Regions from separate parts of the Sus scrofa genome. Here region 2 is linked to region 1. The links are chromatin contacts, called in public HiChIP or PLAC-seq maps. All regions are on one chromosome and are shown on one strand. The core of a region is the stretch at or near the end of the contact, and the rest is flanking DNA. Distances in the headings are between cores, read along the strand shown.

Region 1 (4,379 bases), core at 1,316-3,815:
CCTACAATCTCATTTGAATCAGTCTTTTATAAAAAAGGAAATTTGATATCTATTTTAAATATAAGATGACGTTTTTCCTTTCTAGAGCCTGCACTTTATTTTGAAAATTCTTCTCCATCTTCTGAGGGTGTGTGTGGTCACAGCATTTATATGCAATATCATCTGTGCCTCCTAATCATCCTTCATTTCTCATTTTCTCAGAAACAGACTCTCTGAGCTTCTGCTTGAACTTTCCCTGTCATAACACTCTTTCCCATCTTCAGGTGTCATGGTTGAAGCCCCAGAGGGCTGAGACTAGTAAGACTGAGCCACTTCTCAGAGGGTACCCAATAAACTCTCATGGAGAGTGCCTGTGGGAGAAGGAGTGAGAGAGTGAGAGAGAGAGAGAGAGAGAGAGAGAGAGAAGGAACTGGAGGGGAGGATCATTTAAGTATTTAATGGAAACATTTCAGGTATTGAATTTATCTTGCTTTAAAGAGGCAGCTTCCCCTCCCCCATGACAAGATATAAAATCTACCATAAGTTTCACATGAGACCTCCGGTGCTTATCACCAATCCCCCTTTCAGATCAGAAGTTCAGGATGGGATCTTTTCAGCGCCACTACTTAATAGGTCCTTAAAAGGACCTTCCATCGTCCTTTTCTGGGTCAGTTTCAGCTTTTCACATCGTTCTCCCTTCCCCCATTGGGACCAGGCAAAGTTTCCCAAAATAAAGGCACAGAGGAACAAATCCAATTCTAATGGATGTACTTTCATCAGAGAATTACCCTAAATATGAGCTCCAAGACACCACCAGGCACTGAGCGGTTACAACGATGGTGTCCCTTTAACATGACCCATAACCTATGAAGACCAACAGTGGGAAAGAAAAATATAGGGTGCATAGTCAAGGGTTGGATGAAAAGGTGCTACTTTGGACCTACGTAATTGGTATCTGAGTAAGCAATGACTCTGTCACTTCAGGAAGCAAAATAGAATTCAACAGAGTCAAAGGAAAGAGTGGCAAATACTTACCCTCCTACAAAGAGGTCTAATTTCCCAGTTTCTCCGCCTGCCCACTTCCTTGTCTCTTTCTCCCTGACCAGTAACTCACCGAAAGCTTCCCCAGTCTGGCAGTTTCCTAGCTTCAACCTTCAGACTCGGCCTTTCAACCAAATTCACCCCTGCAGCCTAGGGGTGGCAGCAAGGTTAGGAGACCCTGGCCGGAAACCGAGGCCCGCAGGGCGCGGCTTTCGCCTCCCGGCTCCCGCGCTCCGGCTGGTTTTAGCAGCGCGGCGCAGCGGCAGCCTGGCGGGAGCTCCCTAGAGAAGGGGATCCCTCCCGGCCCTGGGAAAATTCACCCCCACCAGAGCTCCGGGTCTCCCAGCCTACCTGCTGCACCTGGGCTGCTTCTCGACCGGGAGCCACGGTCGCCGGGCGCCCGCCAACAGGCCGGAGCGAACAAAGGGGCTCCGGACAGGGAACGCGCCTCCTTCGCCGCCGCGCTCCCGGGCGGCGGGCAGCCTACCCTACGGCGGGTAGGGCTGCCTCCGCTTCCCGACGCCCGGCCGCGCGCGCCCCAGGCCGGGGCAGCAGCCAGCTCTGCTCCAGCGGCGGCTCCCCGGCCCCAGTGTGTATTCAGACCTGAAGTCCTCCAGCCACCGTGCGAATGCGCGTGCCTTCACCTCCTCACAATTCTTACCCCCTCGGCCCTAGAGACCTCGCCTGGCCCAGAGGAAGCAGAACAGACTCCGACTCTCCTTTCCCGTGGCCCGGGATTTGCTCCTGCGGGGAGACGCTGCGAGGCAGCCGGGCCAGGCAGGGGCGGGGCGGAGGCCGGGCGGCCCGGAGCCTTCACTGCGGACTGGGGGAGCCTGTCTGCCCGCACGGAGAACAAACCAGTTGAGATTTATTCCCGCTGAGCGGGCTAGAACTTCCCCCATTTAGCGATCCGGAAGAGAAGACCACATTTCCACTCACTAGGGACCTGGGCCCCTGCTAGGATGCGGTGGGCTGCAAAGCATTTTTTAAAATAGTGCAGTTGATCACATATATGAATTCCATATGAAACAACTGGTCTCCATACACTTTTCATTAGGAGATAGTATTTGTTAGACAACTGATCCATTTGTTCAGAACACGCATCAGTTTACTCTTCTAGGAAATGTAAGTTCTGAGTTGTACTTCGAGCACCTTATTTTCCTTTTAGGAGCAAGAATTCTAAGGGCAGGCTAGTCTTTAAAAGATCTCTTGTAACACCACTTATGCCTCAGGCTTCTGGGGGCCTCGGTAACAAAAGAAGGGAGCTAACATACAGCAAACTAGAGCTTCACGACGGCGGTTGGTTTTAAGAAATCAGTGGGGCGGTTGGGGAGAGACTCCCCCCTCCCCGCAATGAGTTCACTTTCAAGCCCAGCTCAATTTCAAACGGAGCTTAAAGCAGAACTCACCAAGACCAACATCAGCTCCTTAAACTCCCAAAACGGAGGTCGGCTCTCCTTCCGGCAGCGGAGCGAGTCATTGATTTCAGGAACAAAACTTGCCCGTTTTAAATCGTGAGCCGGGGCTGGACGGCCAGCGCTGCGCTCGCTTCCCCAGCGAGGAACTGGCTGGAACGGGCAGGTCTTGGCGGACCCAATCAGGGGTTCCGGGCGGAGGGCGGGGGCGCGGCTGGGCTGGTGTGCGGTGTGCAGCATTTCCTGCACCTTCTTGGCGTCACTGCAAAACCCAGACTGGCCTGTCCCTTCAACACCACCCCAGTGTGTTGGTGAAGGCAGTGAGCCCCACCCCAGTCTGTTGTCCGTGCATAGGAACTCCAGGAAATGCTTCTCCCCATCTCTTCAGTTAATTGAGATCATTTTACTCAGATCATCAGCTGTGAGCCAGGATCTGTATGTGTCCTCTTTGAGCCGTTTTTTCCCAATTCAAAATACTAATGCATGTAATTAGACCAAATCAGGAGAATATGAATTTCCACTAAAGGGAAGAGATTATAAATAAATCCTTTATGGGTCTGGTTTCTTGTTCCCCAAATATTGTTCTAGCGTCCTCCTGTAGAACAAACATTATCATTTAACAGAGGTGATATTTTGAACAGCTTTGTAATTGTATGTATTTGAGAACATGACAGAAAATAAAAGATTAACCCATATTTCAGTAAAATAAAAGTTTTGGATTTGTGACTGTGAAAGGAAGATGACAGGTAATGACTTAAAAGTAGATTACTGAGTCAATTTGAAAGTGTAAACATAACATTGTACTTGTTATTTCAAACCAGATTTTTAAGAAGTTTTAAAAGTAGTTTCTTTAAGCTCCTTAAAATATTTTCAATTATGCAGTTATTTCCTTTCATATATTACCTGTAGAGAGCATGGCTTGGTGCTGCCTTTATCAACTCAGAGACTGTAGTGCCAAATGGCATGTCCAATCACAGAAGTATTTATGTAATGTGATTTGTAAGGGAGTCACTGATAGTGACCTTTAAAAAGCTGATTCATTGTTAGTGCAGTGCAGATCACTCCCTTTATGCAAAATAAAATCCTGATGCTAAGCCCATAGACATAACCCCTAGGTATCATATGTGTATTCTGTATTTATGTACAAATGTTCATTATCATTATATTCGTGTCAGGTCGCTTGAAACTAGGCCCACATGGGTGCAGGTGTCAGCACATGTATATTCCACATGCTCGAACACATCGGACTGTACCCACCAAAAATACAAACTGACTCAAACATTGATAAATACATATAAAAATCATATAGTCACATCAGCTTATATGGAGATAGACAACACAGGCAAAGGATTAGAAGGAGGTCAGGATATTGGTGATAGGATGTGGGGCTTTTGGTGGGAGGTGGGGAGAGGGTGTGGATGGGAGATGGAGAGGAGCAGAGTGGCCCAGAATGCCTGTCCTGGTGCCTGCGTACTACATGGGAACAGCTCCTCTGCCCATCTGGGAGGATGCCTGTGGCAGGCTGGCTCCCTTTCCACCTCAGAGGGAGAGGAAGAGAATGATAGACTTGATGGTATAGAATGAAGTTCTCAGTTTCTTTTATTGGGAGGGAGTGTGTGAAAATTTTGAAATTAGTTAGAGATAAAATTAACTGATAGCAGTGATGCTAATTTGACCGTCACGAGGAAGGAGGACAGAATTGCCTTGCCCTCCGTGTCTATAGTAGCCGCTTGTGAACCAGTACAATTAGATTTATAAACAACTTTCAACCTCACTGTCAGGTAATCGTTTCACAGAGCGCTAGAGGACTATGGAGAGTTGCTGGAAAAGGAAAACTGTAGCATCAAGATGGTAAACTTTAGAGAATGGGGGAATTCAATTTGCATGTTAAGAGTTAGAAGGGGGACGATAAGACAGAGAAAGAGCAGAGGGAGAAGCAAATGT
Region 2 (4,379 bases), core at 884-3,383, 360 kb before region 1:
ATGTTAAATGCCTTTAATGCACAAGCGATGAGGCACAGAAGCTGCTCTTTCTGGTGCAGTCATCCGAACTTGAATTTTAAAAATAAATTAAGAATGCATACCCAATGGGAACTGTTCATATTCAATTCCTGGTTCACCCAGGGAACTCGATCTACCTCCTACAGAAATGCACTGTCTTGGGTGAATTCCTACAGATTTACAGGAAAAGAAAATCTGATTAAAAACCCAAGGAACCCTATTAACACAAGATTAGGAAAACCGCATCGTTCACATACTGGTAAAACGATTGTTCTTGTAGATATTAATGTCATCACAAAACAGAGAGCTATATTCCCCAAACAAGGAAGCAACTCATCTAAACCCAAATATAGAAGAATCTTACTTTTAAAAAATATATCCTCAAGTTACCTTTTTTAAAAAATATAATTCTAATTTTACGTTTTAGTCGACAGGAGGCAGCTTTTTAATCTATTTTAGGACGTAACAAAAAGCATCCTCAGCTGGTCGACCTAAACAATCTGTAACTGCAAATACTAAGATGAGATTTTTTTAAAGCTGTTCAAGAGAATAAGTCATTAATTATTAAAACCCACTGAAACTGAACAGTTACCACCTCAGGGATGACTGTAAAGCACTCTAAAACGTGGCGTTACGGCTCTTTTTAAACTACTTAAACCTTGTTTACAGAACAGGCAAGAACTAATTCGTCTGAGGACTTTCTTTCCACCACCTGGGTAGCTAAGGCCATGCAAGTCAAAAGGGGCTAATTTTCCGGCCCTCAGATCTCGCGCCGCGGCTGCTGTCCTCCGCGGGCCCCAGAGCTGCAAAGGACGGCCAGACAGAGGGGCCTCGCGCCCGAGTCCTCCAGCGCGGGAGCGCGCGCCACCCGCTCCTCTAGTGCTGCGGCGGCACGAGAGGCGAGCGCGCGCGCTCCCGCGCGTCCTCCAGATCACCTTCAAGGAGGCGGGGAAGAAGTGCCTGGGCACGTCCACCCAGCGACAAGGCACCCTCCAATAAACGCTCGGAATTCGCCCGGTCGTCCCGCCCGCTAGCCGCCGCAGGCCCCCAATCCCCGCCGCGTTAACAGCCTTCGCCTCCAGCGTCCAGAATCTGGGGGCGGGGCCATTAGGAACTAAATTAAGAAACCGAGGCCTGGAGTGGTGAGAAGGTGGGGAGGTTAGGCGGGGACTCAGCCGACGGAACGCCCGCTCCCCCGCCCGCCCGGGCTCCCCAGGGACTGTCTCTCCAGGGCCCAGTTCTCCGTTCTCTGCGCTGGCCCTGCGGCGAGCGGCGGTAAACAAAGGCTCGCAGGACGGTGGGGGCGGGGGTAACGGTCAGGTGACAGCGCCGCACACATTTCGCAACTCTTTACGGGGCTGTTCTGGCCCGCTACGCTGGGACCCACCTTGACCCCGTCAGTCCTCCCCGTCAGGACCAAACGGTCGCCCCCACCAAATGGGAAAGCTTGACCTGATACCTTCGCATTCTCGGCACTTCCTTCGAGTAAAAAAGAGCAGTGGTCCGTTCGAAGCCCATCGGCAAGTTGCGGGACCCTTCTCCCCGCCCTCACTGCCAGCTACCTCAGTCCCTCCGGCGGCGGGGAGATCCGCACCAGCTGCCCCCAGCCCCGGCGACCAGGCCCCTCCCAATCCGCCCCCGGCGGGCACGCCAGCAACGCCGCGGTTCCGGGGCGGTAGTGCCAGGAGGCGGGGGTGCCCTTTCTTTCATAGTGTTGTTACGGAACCGGGGCTGAAGACCCCCCAAGAGAGCCTCGGAGTCGCCTCGCCCCAGACAGGAGCCCTGTAGCCCCAGCTGCAATCTCTCCTCAGTCCCCCCTCCTCTGGCTCCAGAGGCCGGCCGCCGCTGGCTTCCCTCCTGCAGACATCCCCGTGGTTGTGACCTCAGCCGCCCCTCCGCCCCCGGCTCTGGTCGTTTCCTCGCCTTTCGGCCGGTCCCGGAGCTGTCATCCCCGGGTACCTCAAGAAGAAGGCTGGAAGAGGCCAGCAGCAGTGGCCAGCAGAGGTGGCCCAAGCGGTCCCTTAGCGGCCCGCGGCGCAGCGCTCTCTCCTGCGCCGGCGTCTCCTCCAGCCACCAGTCTCCCCGCAGCTCACAACAAAGGAAACATGTGACCGTCGGGGCCAAAACACTAAGCGTCACGGACCCCTGGCCTATCCGAGTGGGCATTCCCCCGCCTCGGGGCACCCTGGGAGATGTAGTTCTCATTCCGGGGGTGGCCGCCGGGGCCACTTGGGGTTCCCGTTGTAGGGTGGGTGTCGGGTGCTGGGCGTGGGAAGATAACAGTCTAAGAGCCGGTGATTCGGAAACACTTTGTTTTAGGTAGAGATAGGTTAAGGAAATGCATCTGTGCGAGGAGCCCAGTGAGAAATGAGTCGTGTGTTTATTGCCACGTCCCAAGGCAAAAGCACGTAACCAAGAATTCTTAGAACCCTAGAATTTGGGATTAGGTTTAGAGACCTTTTTATTTGATCCTTTGGTATGCAGTCAGGAGATCTGAGGGCCTGAGAGGTGAGAAGGACAAGAACCCTGATAGCTAGACGAACCCACTTTTCTTTTTAAATCTGTCACTGTCACCTGTATCACCTCGGGTTATCTTTTTATTGTAAACGTACATGCAAACCAGATAACCTTGTCACAAATCCCTGTTTTCTGAAGCAGATTCCCCAAAGGACATTATTTTGTGCTTTTTTTTTTTTTTTTTTTTTTTTTTTTGTCTCCAGAAATATTTTTTTTAAGGCTGAGTACACCTCCATATTTTGAAACATTTAACTAGTTTTTCGTTTCTGATATCAGAATTATAACTTCTTCTTCTGTAGTTTAAGAATATAGTCATGTCTTTATTAAATAAGAGGATGTGTTCCAATGGCTAAAGGTGTATATAAGAAGGCTTGTGTCCAGGCTTTTTAAACATGCTTTTTAGCCCTCATTTCCATATGTTATTAAGAAATGAAAATGCCTACCATTTATTGAGCTTCTACTAAGCTCCAGACCCACTGCTAGGCTCTTCACATATATCCTTTAATCTTCATAATAACCCGGCAAGGCAGTTTTATTATCCCATTTTACAGATGAAGAAACTAAGCCACAGAGAGGATAAAAGAGCTGGCACTGATCATTCAGCAATTAAGTGGTGAAGCTGAGATAGACACATAGTTTTTTTATTTTAGGGCCGCAGCATATGGAGGTTCCCAGGCTAGGGGTCCAATTGAAGCCACAGCTGCCAGCCTACACCACAACCACAGCAAGGCAGGATCTGAGCCGTGTCTGCAACCTACACCATAGCTCGGGGCAACACCGGATTCTTAACCTGCTGAGTGAGGCCAGGATTGGATCCTGCAATCCCATGGTTCCTAGTTGGATTTGGTTCCGCTGCGCCACAACAGGAACTCTGACACATAGATTTAAAAAAAAATTATATTAATATAGGTACACAATTATCCTTCTAAAAAGTGTATTTACAAGGTTAAATATTACAAGTCTAGTAGTATGACAGTCGTCCATCTCCCACCCCTCCTCATTCTTAATTCTCCAGAAGCAGCCACTTTCAACTATTTGAGCTATTCTGGTATTTACATTTATCTTCCAGTATAATGTATGGCTATTTCCTATTAAGGAAGCTGTCGTCCCTGTCCACCATCCTTCCAATCATCCATTTTCTGGTTAAATAATTATTTAGTGTTTAGGTCAGTAAGACTATGTATTTATTATTCAACAATGAATTAAACAGGATACAACTTCCTTTCTTGTATGGCTTTTCATTTTTCCAGCACCCATGGATCCTCACTGGCGTCATAAAAGTCCCACCTCTCTGGCAGTGCATTTAAGGCTCTTCTTGATGTACTCTGGGGCTCGCTTCTGCAGCCTGAACACCAGTCACAGTGAACTTCCTACGGTTGCCTACAGGACTCTTGCTCTGTCTCCAGGACATTCGCATCTATATACTGCTCCCTATGCCTCTTATGTCCTCTCCTTCCCTTCACCCCATTCACTAGGCTAGCTCCTGCTCTTAGTTCTGAGGGTCTGTGGGTCTTCTCTCTGGGAAACCCTCCATTCCTCCCCATTGCCTTTTCGTGAGATGTCTCCCCTCTGTCTTCTCACAGCAATCCATCTTTACCTCCTTCCCAGCAGTTACCACACTAATTGCCCATGTTTATAGTTGATCCTTGAACAACACAGGGGTTAAGTGCTCTGATCCTCTGTGCAGCTGAAAATCTGTTTAGAGCTTATGGTCAGCCCCCCATATACGCGGTTCCTACATAACTCTGGTTCCACATCAGCAGATTCAATCAACCCTGATTCAACCAACCCTGGATGGTGTAGTACTGTAGTACTTACTACTGAAAAAAACCTGCATATAAGTA

The links. HiChIP or PLAC-seq counts read pairs in DNA pulled down with a chosen protein or histone mark.
Region 2: a contact with region 1 is called in an H3K27ac HiChIP or PLAC-seq map of alveolar macrophages. The contact joins the promoter of KLHL24 here to the promoter of B3GNT5 in region 1. A contact is called at or near these places in 2 of 2 datasets of contacts at active chromatin or transcription factors (alveolar macrophages and skeletal muscle).

Annotation. Positions count from the first base shown.
Region 1 is chr13:121,204,887-121,209,265 of Sscrofa11.1, reverse strand. B3GNT5 (UDP-GlcNAc:betaGal beta-1,3-N-acetylglucosaminyltransferase 5) reads right to left here and starts at 2,565. Exons shown (of 3, transcript NM_214327.1): 1 at 2,430-2,565. All of the region lies in intron 15 of MCF2L2 (probable guanine nucleotide exchange factor MCF2L2), which reads left to right.
Region 2 is chr13:121,562,602-121,566,980 of Sscrofa11.1, reverse strand. It overlaps KLHL24 (kelch-like protein 24), which reads right to left and starts at 2,133. Exons shown (of 9, transcript XM_003132561.5): 1 at 1,978-2,133.